Linked DNA regions of Zea mays: region 1 is linked to region 2. A link is a contact called in public Hi-C data. All regions are on one chromosome and are shown on one strand. The core of a region is the stretch at or near the end of the contact, and the rest is flanking DNA. Distances in the headings are between cores, read along the strand shown.

The links. Hi-C and Micro-C count contacts between places; a contact is called where the count stands out from the background.
Region 1: a Hi-C map of leaf shows a contact between it and region 2, with 4 times the contacts expected there. The contact joins the promoter of LOC100283524 here to the promoter of LOC100284286 in region 2. A contact is called at or near these places in 3 of 25 Hi-C or Micro-C datasets (ear, leaf and tassel).

Annotation. Positions count from the first base shown.
Region 1 is chr4:147,385,080-147,390,728 of Zm-B73-REFERENCE-NAM-5.0, forward strand. LOC100283524 (pleckstrin homology domain containing, family A) reads left to right here and starts at 2,015. Exons shown (of 8, transcript NM_001365195.1): 1 at 2,015-2,129; 2 at 2,220-2,283; 3 at 2,998-3,123; 4 at 3,664-3,719; 5 at 3,967-4,097; 6 at 4,190-4,325; 7 at 5,283-5,414; 8 at 5,510-5,649. The coding sequence starts at 3,006. The coding sequence ends at 5,545.
Region 2 is chr4:146,920,052-146,926,021 of Zm-B73-REFERENCE-NAM-5.0, forward strand. It overlaps LOC100284286 (succinyl-CoA ligase beta-chain), which reads left to right and starts at 3,856. Exons shown (of 12, transcript NM_001157181.1): 1 at 3,856-4,112; 2 at 4,195-4,305; 3 at 5,267-5,378; 4 at 5,914-5,970. The coding sequence starts at 4,011.

The DNA.
Region 1 (5,649 bases), core at 765-3,264, 460 kb after region 2:
GAAAGGCCTTTGGCATAGTTTGTTCTTTCATCGGGACGAGGGACTTAGTCCAAGAGCACGTGGCCTATAGGATATGGCCATTAGTAGTCAATTGGGAGATGCCGAAAGAGGCCATCAGCAACCCCCACGAAGGTGGTTTGGTTCGACTAAAATATACCTTCAGGTTTGGAGACCAATTTATTGAGCCAGACGACGATTGGCTAAAGTGTGTCGAAGCTACAAGTGATAAACTGCTTGGGCCGTACTCCAAAACGGAAGATAATGAGCTATCTGCGGCCTTCGGAAGCCGGAAAAAGAAGAGATTGAACAGAGTTTTTGATGCTATTGGGTTCATGTACCCTGACTACCGCTACCCGTCACGGGGGCAAAAAAGAAAAAGTGTAACTTTCGAGAAAGATGATGCTTCAGCTGCTGCAAGCGAGCCCGCGCCGAAGAGGAAAAAGGTGAAAGTCCTTACTCACCGATCGCGCTCCATTAGGGATTTAATTGTGGCCTAGTTTAGTGAAAGTTTTAGAAGTCCTAATTCACCCCCTCTTAGGCGTCACCCATTTCCTTCAAGGTACATGAAGACAGTTGGTGCGTTCGTCAGACCAAAGGACATCACTGTGTACTCATATAACTCATACTTGGTGATGAATGGCGTCTTCAGTATATCTGATGATCGGATCCTAAGCTTATGGTAACCTGACCTCCGATTTATCTTCGAGAAAACACTGCTCTTCTGAGCTAGTCAAATAGATCTTCTATCCTTTTGGTAGGGGGTACTTGTTCTTGATGGTAACTTCATTCAAAGCTCTGTAATCTATGCACATACTCTTGGTTCCATCCTTCTTCTCTACGAATAAGGCTAGAGCGGTCCAAGGAAAGGTACTTGGTCTGATGAAACCCTTCTCTAATAGTTTATCAATCTGCTTCTTGAGTTCACCAATTCTGGTCCCGACACTCTGTAGGTTATCTTAGAAATGGGGGCAATATCAGGGATAAGCTCTATGGCGAACTCAACCTTTCTATCAAGTGGCATGCTCGGTAACTCCTCATGTAACACATCTAGAAAACTCTGACAAAACCTTGATGGCCTCGAGTGGGTTGGCCTCCTTACTACCAACAATCATCTGGTGGCAGGCTCCTTCCTTTGGGTTAGGCATGATCAGCTCAGTTATTTTCTCTTCTCCGGATGGGGATACCAATTTCACTGTCCACTTGTCACAACTAACTGTGGCTTGGTTCTTATGTAACCAATTCATCTTTAGGATGGCATCTAGAGTACCCATCACCACTAAATCAGCGAGGAACTCTCTCCCCTTTTTTGAATCCTTACGTTTGGTCATATTTTATTTTCTAGAATATTCCCCTCAATTGAGCTAACCCTTAGTGGTGGTAGCATTTGGATTGTCTTCGGGAGAGATGAGAGGAGCTGGCCTATCAAAGGTTGTCGCGCCATTCTTTCTAGTGAGGATATTAAGGGTGGAATTTGGATTGTGTTCTGTAGATGCTAACTCTTAAGGCTGTCTTTGGTGGATCGTGTAAAACAGTAGACACGATACTGTAGATAACACTGTTGACACTGTATGCAGATTAAGCTTGAAATAGGGAATACGATAGAAAATTGGATAGAGAATCTGCTAGAGATGGCGTAAGACCGTCACGGCTCTCGAGCGCGGACAGAGAGAATGTGCGTCCGCAAGCGCGAATACACATGGGTGGAAGCGATTGGTTCTAGCAGATTGTGAAAAAGAGAGGAGAGAGAGATAGCCCACATTTAGGGGACGCAAGAAGGGGATATCGTTTTTCGTAGCCACTTTCACGATCTACTGGATTGTGCTATAATAACAGTGGTTTTCTATTTTTCGTGTGCTTGACAAGACACGAGACCTGTTAAAAAAGCCTAAGACTATTTCTAGCAAACTTTCTATCACACTTCCTATTTCAAATTCTACTCTGCAAACGGTATAATATACAATACAAAATAGTACTTTATACGGCTATTTAGACGGTCCATACAAATTAGCTGTTTACACGGTGTGGTATATGTGTTAGCTTTCGTCTTCGCCTCGGTTTGGGAGCCACATGGATCGGGGCACAGAGATTCCGTGTGATCGGGGCACAGAGATTCCGTCGTAAAAAAATCGGTATGGCGTTGGTATTCGTTCTCTCGCCACTAGCCGCTAGTGAAAGAAGGGGATATATATTCGTGTCCTCCGAATTAGTCCTTCCTGCAGTGTCCTCGCCGACAGGGAAAGCCGTGTTGCAAGAAGGGGAATTCCGCTGCGAGATCCGTGAACGGTCAGTTCGCAATCACTCTTGACTGTGTGTATGATTTCAGATCATGACGCGAGCTTAGCGCGTACATATGTCGTGAGCTTAGTGGAGTTCTGAATCCGGCCACGCTGGTTCAGTGGTTCTGTGTTTAGTCCGTGGAGCTCTGATCCATGGATTTCGTGGTTACATCCAAATATTCAGTGAGAGATCAGAAGTTGTATGTTTAGTTTGAATCTGGTGCATGTTGGGGCAGGCCGTCTGGGTGATTGAGATTTAGACGTGTATCATGTGTGGGCAACTTGCTGGATTCTTTCGTTTTGATGAGGCTGCTCATAAATGGAGACTATTTGAGCTTGAAAACCTGTTGACTTTTGGGTTGTAATGATCTGGTTCCTGCGTGAACGTTAAATCCGGAAACTAGGAAGATGTATTGTGACCTTTTGGGAGGTTAAACCGCGCTTGCTGTTGCTGACGCATGTTTTTTTTTCTGATTGGTAAACTTGAATCGGGTATTCAGGTCAATACCTGATTTATCTGTTCATCTGCAGTAGTTCACCCTTTTGTCTAGGTTTAGTGTCTGCGATGTATCTGTTCATCTGCAGCGTTTTCTTTTGCTGTTCTGAATGTTACTTCTAAGACTTAACTGTATTTCTGTTATGCAAATAATAGAAATGGGGGTATCCTTCCTCTCAGCGAGCATAATCTATTTGCTGTGATGATGTATATACTTTCTTGCAGGTTCAGAGATGGCACAGACGGTGTTCACCCCCTCTTTGGAAGCGATGAAGCATGTCAAGGCAGAGAACGGAGTCATTCTCACCAAGCCCTTCCTTGATGTCTGCAAGCAAATATTGCCTGTCCTCGGTAACTCATTTGCTTCGCTGTCAACTGCATGAGGTTTTGAAATTTTGAGTAGCAGTAGCTGCATTACTTAATCTGTGAATCGGTACCATGCTTTAGTTCAGAAGTTCAGTGGTCGTGTGGGAGAAATGGATGGGCTTGAGTTATTCTCACAAGACACGTGATAGATTAATCGTCTAAACAAGTTTTCTTATAGCTAAGACAAATTATCCTTGATGGTTATGCCACCTTAGAGATGCAAAAAGCTTTTTTTTACACTCTCTGTTAAACCACCATGGTGTTTAATGCAGGATTCAGTAAAAGTCTCATGTTTTATTATAAACTTGGAATTTTGGATGGCTGCAAATTTTGTGCACACATCTTTGCGATATTTTTGTTGATCCTTAAATCTAGCTTCGATGTTGTCTTAAACCGCGGAAGAGCAAATCGTTGAGTCTTAAAACTGTGGTTCTGTGTTCTTTTATGCTGAGGTGCACTTGTGTTGCTTAAACAATAAACAGTTTTTCATTGCTTGCCCCTTTAGCCCCTGCTTTTATGGACCAGATAAATTTGGAGGTGCTATGGCAATTGTAAAGAGTGATATCGGCGGCAATATCACAGTAAGAAAATCTTTCTGCATAATTTCTATCATACTAGTATCATCCATAGGTTACCTTCCATTCTTTTATGCTGGTATATAGATGGCAGTGGTATTAATGTTGTCTTCCAGTTATCTGTACTGTGATAATTCATATCAATAGCTACTTTAGACTGTTCTACCTCTTGCTTAGTTCATTTGTCACTTCTGGAGTCCTCGGAGTTTCAAGTTTTTTTTTTAATTTCACTTGACTTGATCCTCTTTGTCAGAGACTGGAAAACAAGTATACTTCAGAACCATCAAAGTATGAACACTTGTACAGCATGGTTCAGGAAGAAGTTCAAAACAAGACCGCAAAAGGTTCCTCAAGCTGCACAAATGGGCTTCTGTGGCTGACGAGGTACTTAGTTTCTTTTTCTTGTCACTTCTCATTGCAACTTGATCATCATGCCAAGTACGTGACTTTTGTTTACTCAAAATTTCACATGTCAGGGCCATGGACTTCCTTGTTGAGTTGTTTCGTAACCTGCTTGAGCATCCAGACTGGACCATGGGTCAATCTTGCACTGATTCATACACCAAGACTTTGAAGAAATTTCATGGATGGCTTGCCAGTTCTAGTTTTACGGTAGGATATTTCACTCTATAATGATCCATACAAGTGGTGGAATTCCATCCACATAAAGCCTTGTTTGGATATCTTCATATCTATCTCAATCCATATTGTGATGGATTAGGATGAAATTTAAACTAAATACACTCGAATCGTATCTATCTCAATCCACATGTGTTAGGATGGATTAAGATAGAGTTTCAACTAATTTACACTACAATCCACCTCAACACATGTGGGTTGATGTAAATATAAGAGTATCTAAATAAGGTCTGCCTAAGACTTTGTTTGGTTGCACTTGTATATACATCAATCCACATGCATGGATTGAAGTTAAAAAATAACTAAATTCCACTCTAGTTCACTCTAACGCACGTGCACTGAGGTGAATATGAGGACAGCCAAACAAGCCTAAGGCAATCTGTTTTCAAAATATAATCAATATATGAATTCTGGAAATGTGAGGTCTAGTTTTCACATGGATTGCCAACCTGAATAGCTAGGCATCATTGCATGATAGACTGAAGAACAGCTTTGACTTGTTTTTAAGTCTGAAAAGTTCTTTTCAAGAATATTTTCTTGTCACATCCAATTTTTTGTCTATGGCTTCACCAATCCAAAGTCTTCAATCCAGTTTTCACTCTCTCTCCGATGCAGGGGAGCAGCATCCTTTTTATTTAGACAGATAGAAGTCAAAGCTCTCTTGAAAAAAATCAAATAAGAATAGAAGAGGAACTAAAAAGTTAAAACATGTGTTTGTACAATTTCCAGTTACAGACGACATTACGACAAACAACAAATAGTCATTCACTTAATTTGAGCTTTGCCAATACAAATGTCTAATGAAATCCTGATCTTTTAATAACTGTTGCTTCATTCCTGATCTTTTAAGATAGTTTGCATGCTTTTAGTCATTATCTCTCTTTTATTTGTGCTTTCATTTTGTTGATTTACTTATATGAGTGATCGCAGGTGGCAATGAAGCTTGCTCCTAATAGAGAGAAATTTATGGAGGTCATTAGTGGAACCGGTGACATCAATGCAGATATTGAGAAATTTTGCACGACCTTCTCTCCTTTCCTCAAAGAAAACCACAACTTTCTGGTATGGTCTCTCCCAATTTAAGCTTCAGTTGTTTTGCAACTTGGGTATCTTGTTAAACAACAACTTTCTGGTATGGTCTCTCCCAATTCTTGCAGGCGAGCGTCGGTCTTGATGATCTGAAGGCTTCATAGATCAATCTCCATGCTGATTACAACAAAATAAGCATGTCTTACGAAACTCAAAGTGTTGCCGAGGGTATACCTGTTTCCCGTAGCCATCTCCCCCTTGAAAAACT
Region 2 (5,970 bases), core at 2,606-5,105:
AGGAGTTCCCAGGGCGCACGTACGTGCCCTGGAAGTTGCCGGCGAAGGCTTGGACCAGGTCGTCCCAGTTGGAGATTTTCCCCAGAGGCAGATGCTCCAGCTAGGCTCGAGCGGTGTCGGATAGGAACAGGGGGAGGTTGCGGATGATGAGGTTGTCATCGTCCGTTCCACCCAGCTGGCAGGCCAGTCGGTAGTCCGCGAGCCACAGTTCCGGCCTCGTCTCCCCCGAGTACTTTGTGATGGTAGTCGGGGTTCGAAACCGGGTCGGGAACGGCGCCCGTCGTATGGCCCGGCTGAAAGCTTGCAGACCGGGTGGTTTAGGCGAGGGGCTCCGATACTCCCCGCTGTCGTAGCGTCCCCCACGCCTGGGGTGGTAGCCTCGACGCACCCTCTCATCGAGGTGGGCTTGACGGTTGCGGTGGTGGTGCTCGTTGCCGAGGCGACCCGGGGCCGCAGGCGCCGTGTTGCGCGTGCGCCCGGTGTGGACCGAGGCTTCCCGCACGAATCGGGAAGTCACGACGCGACGCTCCGAGGGGTACCCCTGCCTTCGGGAGGTAGAGCTTTCGGCCCGTCGGACCGCGACATCCTCCAGGAGATTCTTGAGCTCTCCCTGGATACGTCGCCCTTCGGTGGTCGATGGTTCCGGCATCGCGCGGAGTAGTATTGCTGCTGCAGCCAGGTTCTGGCCGACCCCACTGGAAGCCGGTGGCGGCCTTGCCCTGACGTCGTCGGCAATGCGGTGCTGGATGCCCTGGGGTAGATGACGCGCTTCTCCGGCCGGAGCTTGGTCTGCCCATTCTTGCCGATGTTCCGCCGGAACTGCTCAAGTGTTCCTGCTCCCTCGTCGAGCCTGGCCTGCATCTCGCGAATTTGCTCGAGCTGTGCGTCCTGACCCCCCGCAGGGACTGGGACCACAGCTAGCTCCCGAAGGATGTCAACGCGAGGCGCAGGCCTAGGGGGATCGCCGTTCTCCGGCATACCAAGATGGTTGCCTTCGCCGGGACCCCCTAGATCGACGTGGAAACATTCACGACTCGGGCCGCAGTCCTCGTCGCCGAAGCTGCGACTACCATCGGAACAATCGGAGAGGCAGTAGTCGCATGCGGTCATGAAGTCCCGCATGGCACTGGGGTTACCGAGCCTGGAGAAATCCCAACAAAAGTCGGGCTCGTCGTCTTCCTCAGAACCCGAGGGTCCGTAGGTCGAGACGGCCGTCAGTCTGTCCCAAGGCGACCACATATGGTACCTCGGAGGGTTGGTACATGCCTCTATGAAGGCTTCCATCGAAGCGAGGTCGCTTGGTGGGTCGAAGCTGAATCCAAAAGGCACGAGATGGGAATCGGTCGGTACCTCTTGGTCGACGGGCGGTGACGAAGTCGCGTCAGGGGCGGACTGCACCGTTGTCTCAGGTACGAGGGCGACGCCCAGCAAGTCCTTCGTGAGCGTGCTGGCGTCGTTCGTCTGCTTGGGGTTGGCGTGTAGCGGGGAAACGACGCTCGTCTTCGTCTCAGACGCAAGGTCTAAGCCCGACGTATCCCCCGCTGGGGCGCCGACGTCGTCGACTTGCTCGACAGCCGATGAGGTGCCGCCTCCTGCTTGGCCATGGTTGCCTCGCCTCCTCCTCCGTTGGTGGGGGAGGTGACGGGACAAACCCGGATGTTGTTCTTCCGCCATGTGGGGAAGACGTCGTTGATTCCACCGCTGGCGGGCGGGCTGACGGCCGCCATTGTCGCTGTCGCGCGGCAAAGGAAGGAGTATCATGTCGTAGCTGCCGTCGAGGGACATGAACTCAAGACTCCCGAAACGGAGCATCGTCTCGGGTTGGAAAGGTTGCTGGAGACTACCCATCTGGAGCTTGACGGGAAGCTGTTCGTCAACACGCAGCAGGCCCCTACCTAGCGCGCCAACTGTCGGTGTTTCGACCCCGGGGGGTCCCTGGACCGACGAGTAAATTGTCGCTGCGTGTCCCAGCCCAGATGGGTCGGCGCGAGATGGGACACAAAGGGGGGAGAACAGTAAGGGGAAACCGCGGCCTTCGTGTTGTCCTGCGCCCAGGGCGGATGGATGCGCTTGCAGTAGGGGGTTACAAGCGTTCGCGTGGGAGAGAGAGAGAGAGCGAGAGCCTTATGCGTCAGCCCGTTCTCCCGCGCGGCCAACCCTCTCGTACGAGAGCCCTGGACCTTCCTTTTATAGGCGTAAGGAGAGGGTCCAGGTGTACAATGGGGGGTGTAGCAATGTGCTAACGTGTCTAGCAGAGAGGAGCTAGATCCCTAAGTACATGCCGTCGTGGCAGTCGGAGAGGTTTTGGCACCCTGTTCATGTGATGTCGTGGCCGTCGGAGGAGCGCTTGGGCCCTGTGGAAGGACAACTGTCGGGGCTGTCGAATCCTTGCTGACGTCTCCTTGCTTCCATAAGGGGCTGAGAGCCACCGTCGTCATGGAGCACGCGGGGCGCCATCATTATTTGTTTACCGGGGCGAGCCAGATGGGACGCCGGTCTTGTTCCCCGTAGCCTGAGCTAGCTAGGGGTAGGGTAATGATGGTCCCCCCTGTGACGTGGTCGGTCCGAGCCCTAGGTCGGGCGAGGCGGAGGCTCCTCCGAGGTCGAGGTCGAGTCCGAGCCCTGGGGTCGGGCGAGGCAGAGTCTGTCTTCCGAGGTCGAGGTTGAGTCCGAGCCCTGGGTCGGGCGAGGCGGAGACCGTCTTCCGAGGCCGAGGCTGTGTCCGAGCCCTGGGGTCGGGCGAGGCGGAGTCCGTCGTCCAGCGTCGAGGTTGAGCCCGAGCCCTGGAGTCGGGCGAGGCGGAGCTTCCTATGGTGCCCGAGGCTGGACTTAGCCGCTGTCGACCTCACTCTGGCGAGTGGCACGGCAGTCGGAGTAGGACAGGCGGCGCTGTATTCCTGTCAGGTCGGTCAGTGGAGCGGCGAAGTGACTACGGTCACTTCGGCTCTGTCGACTGAATAGCGCGCGTCAGGATAAGGTGTCAGGTGATCCTTGCATTAAATGCTCCTGCGATACGGTCGGTTGGCGTGGCGATCTGGCCAAGGTTGCTTCTCCGCGAAGACTGGGCCTCGGGCGAGCCGAAGGTGTGTCCGTCGCTTGAGGGGGCCCTCGGGCGAGACGTGAATCCTCCGGGGTCGGCTGCCTTTGCCCGAGGCTGGGCTCGGCCGAGGCGAGAACGTGTCCCTTGAGTGGACTGAGCCTTGATCTTAATCGCGCCCATCAGGCCTTTGCAGCTTTGTGCTGATGGGTGTTACCAACTGAGATTAGGAGTCTTGGGGGTACCCCTAATTATGGTCCCCGACACTTTTCGGACTAACGTCTGGTGAGGTGTCTCTCGGTTTGCAGCTACTCTGGATGAACTTCATTCTCCGCTTGCGTGCTCTCTTCGTGTATGTATCTAGTGGTATACTACCTATATCGCCTCCAGATGTCCATGTCTTCGTCGTGTCCTTCTCCGGCAACGAACAAGTATGATTGCCTCTTCCAATCTACAAAACCTTGAAAGTGGGGGAGGCGAGGGATGAGGTCCCTGATTTGCTGCCTATGGTACCCATTCGATAGCTCGACATTGTCTGTTTACATGACCTTTCCTTTACCACGATGTCGACTCGCTTAGTCAAATAAAAAAATTATGTGGAGAGAAGAGACAATCAATAAAAAACTTTGACAATTAATAAAAAACTTTGAGATCTTTTTGATGGATACTTTATGTGGTTATTATTGTGAGCCGTCGCAAGGTAGGGTAACCCGCTAGTATCCATCGAGAATGACTTCATTCTGAGTGAAACCATTCTCCGTTCAACGTGTACTGGTCTGGTCTACCCCGGGCCCGGTCCGCACCCCGCCGCCGCACCCGCACGGCCCCCCTTCGTCCCTTCCGCAAGAAAGGAAACGAGAGAGAAAATCGAGTGAAAAGGAAGGGAAACAACATAACAAATCGCAAAGAGGCGTCTTCCAAGCTTGTAGGGTTACCGGATCGGAGGAGCATCCCCGCCTAGGTCACCACAGCCATGGTTCGCGGATCGCTAGGCAAGCTTGCGTCGCGCGCCCTCTCCGTCGCCGGGAGATGGCAGCACCAGCAGCTTCGCCGCCTCAACATCCACGAGTACCAGGTGTCCAGCGCTTCCAGATCTCTCACTTTGATTTATTGGTGCTGTTTGGAGGCAGGGGCTGATGGATTGTTTGGGTCTGCAGGGTGCGGAGTTGATGGGGAAGTACGGTATCAACGTACCCAGGGGTGCGGCGGCGGGGTCCGTACAGGAGGTCAATGACGCCTTGAAGAACATGTTCCCCAGTGAGAAAGAGGTGATGACGCCACAACTTCTTCATCTTCTGTTATTCGACCCCTCATTATGTTCATCTTATCACCTCGTGATCCAAAATGCAGTCGTCCATGGCAGTGTTATTAAAACTACGTTTAAACGATGTTTAAACGTCAAAACTCTAATTAGAGGTTGAAACCACGTTTTAGCGTTTTGGCGTTCTAAACTGTAAAACGCAGTGTTTTATGCATTTTAGACCGTTAGCTACTTTTGGGCCCAGTCTATTAGTTACTTTTGAGGTTCAATCCAGCTCATGGGTGAAGTTTTGGTAAGCCACTAACCTCTCTATTTTGGTATTTAACTTCATATTATTGTCTGAAATTATGATGTATTGGTATTTTTCCTGTGTTGTTTAAAACTACGTTTAAACAAAGTTTAAACGTTTAAAAGTCAAAATTTCACCCATGAGCGTTCCAACGTTTTACAGTTTTAATAACCTTGGTCCATGGCTTGGGTGTGACAGTCACGGTGATTCTAGACCCAGAAGAATGTAGTTTACTTAGAATTTATGCTGAGTTGTGGTTGTATGGTGGTCAATTTATGATTGATTTTTCTTTTTTACGGGTGCTGGAATTAGGTGTATTTTAAGTGGTCAATGGGTTATTGAGTTGGTGGGTATAAACAGTATTTTATATTTGGCATAAACAGTCACATTTATCTTAGCTGCAAATGGAGTTATATGCAACCTTCCATGTCATATCTAACATTATCATACCGACTCTTCTCCATGCTATGTGCAATATTTCTGACCTTTATGATGTATGCATGCTTTTTATGAAAATGCTGGGTGCAATATTTCTGACCTTTTATTTGTGCATGCTTATGAAAAAGGTTCCGTATATAGCTAAGCAGCATGTATGCTTGTAATCTAAGTTAAGATTAGACATATAGTTTGCTCATTGCAATTTAGTCACAGTTTCATAGTCAAGGTGTTCTCATTACAGATAGTTGTTAAAAGTCAAATCCTTGCTGGTGGCCGAGGGCTGGGAACTTTCAAAAGTGGGCTGCAAGGAGGTGTCCATATTGTTAAGGCTGAGGAAGCTGAAAGCATTGCACGTAAGTGTACTATAGCAATTACTTGAATTCAATATGTATTGCTGGCATGCTGTGATTTGATGAAGGAAAAAAAAACTATAGCAGTTCTTCCTAGATTTTCTTAGATTTCTTTCCCGTCAACTGTTGCTATTTGCAATAATGAAACTTATTTGTCATTGCAATTTGCATTCCCTTGTTTATGATTAAAGCCAAAAAATAAAAAAACATAGAAGGCCAATTTTACTTTCTATGAACTGGAAGGACAAGCACATACTTAATTTCTGTTCTCATACATTAATTTTATTTTGAATTGATGGGTGCTGAAATTTGCTACCATGAAACTCTACTTGTACGATGAAGTGCGCATGATTACTTTCTTGTTTAACTAGGTGGATCTGTATCAGGAATATTGCTACGTGGATAAATCTCTGTGTTCACACATTTATTCCAGAATTTAAGATTGTTTATTCATTGTGATTGGTTGATTGGTTTCATGCAAGTCAGTCATGTTTCGGGTATGTATTTTAATCTCTGATGAGTCCTACTGATACTGCAGGTAAAATGTTAGGCCAGATTCTGGTAACGAAACAAACTGGTCCGGAGGGAAAGATTG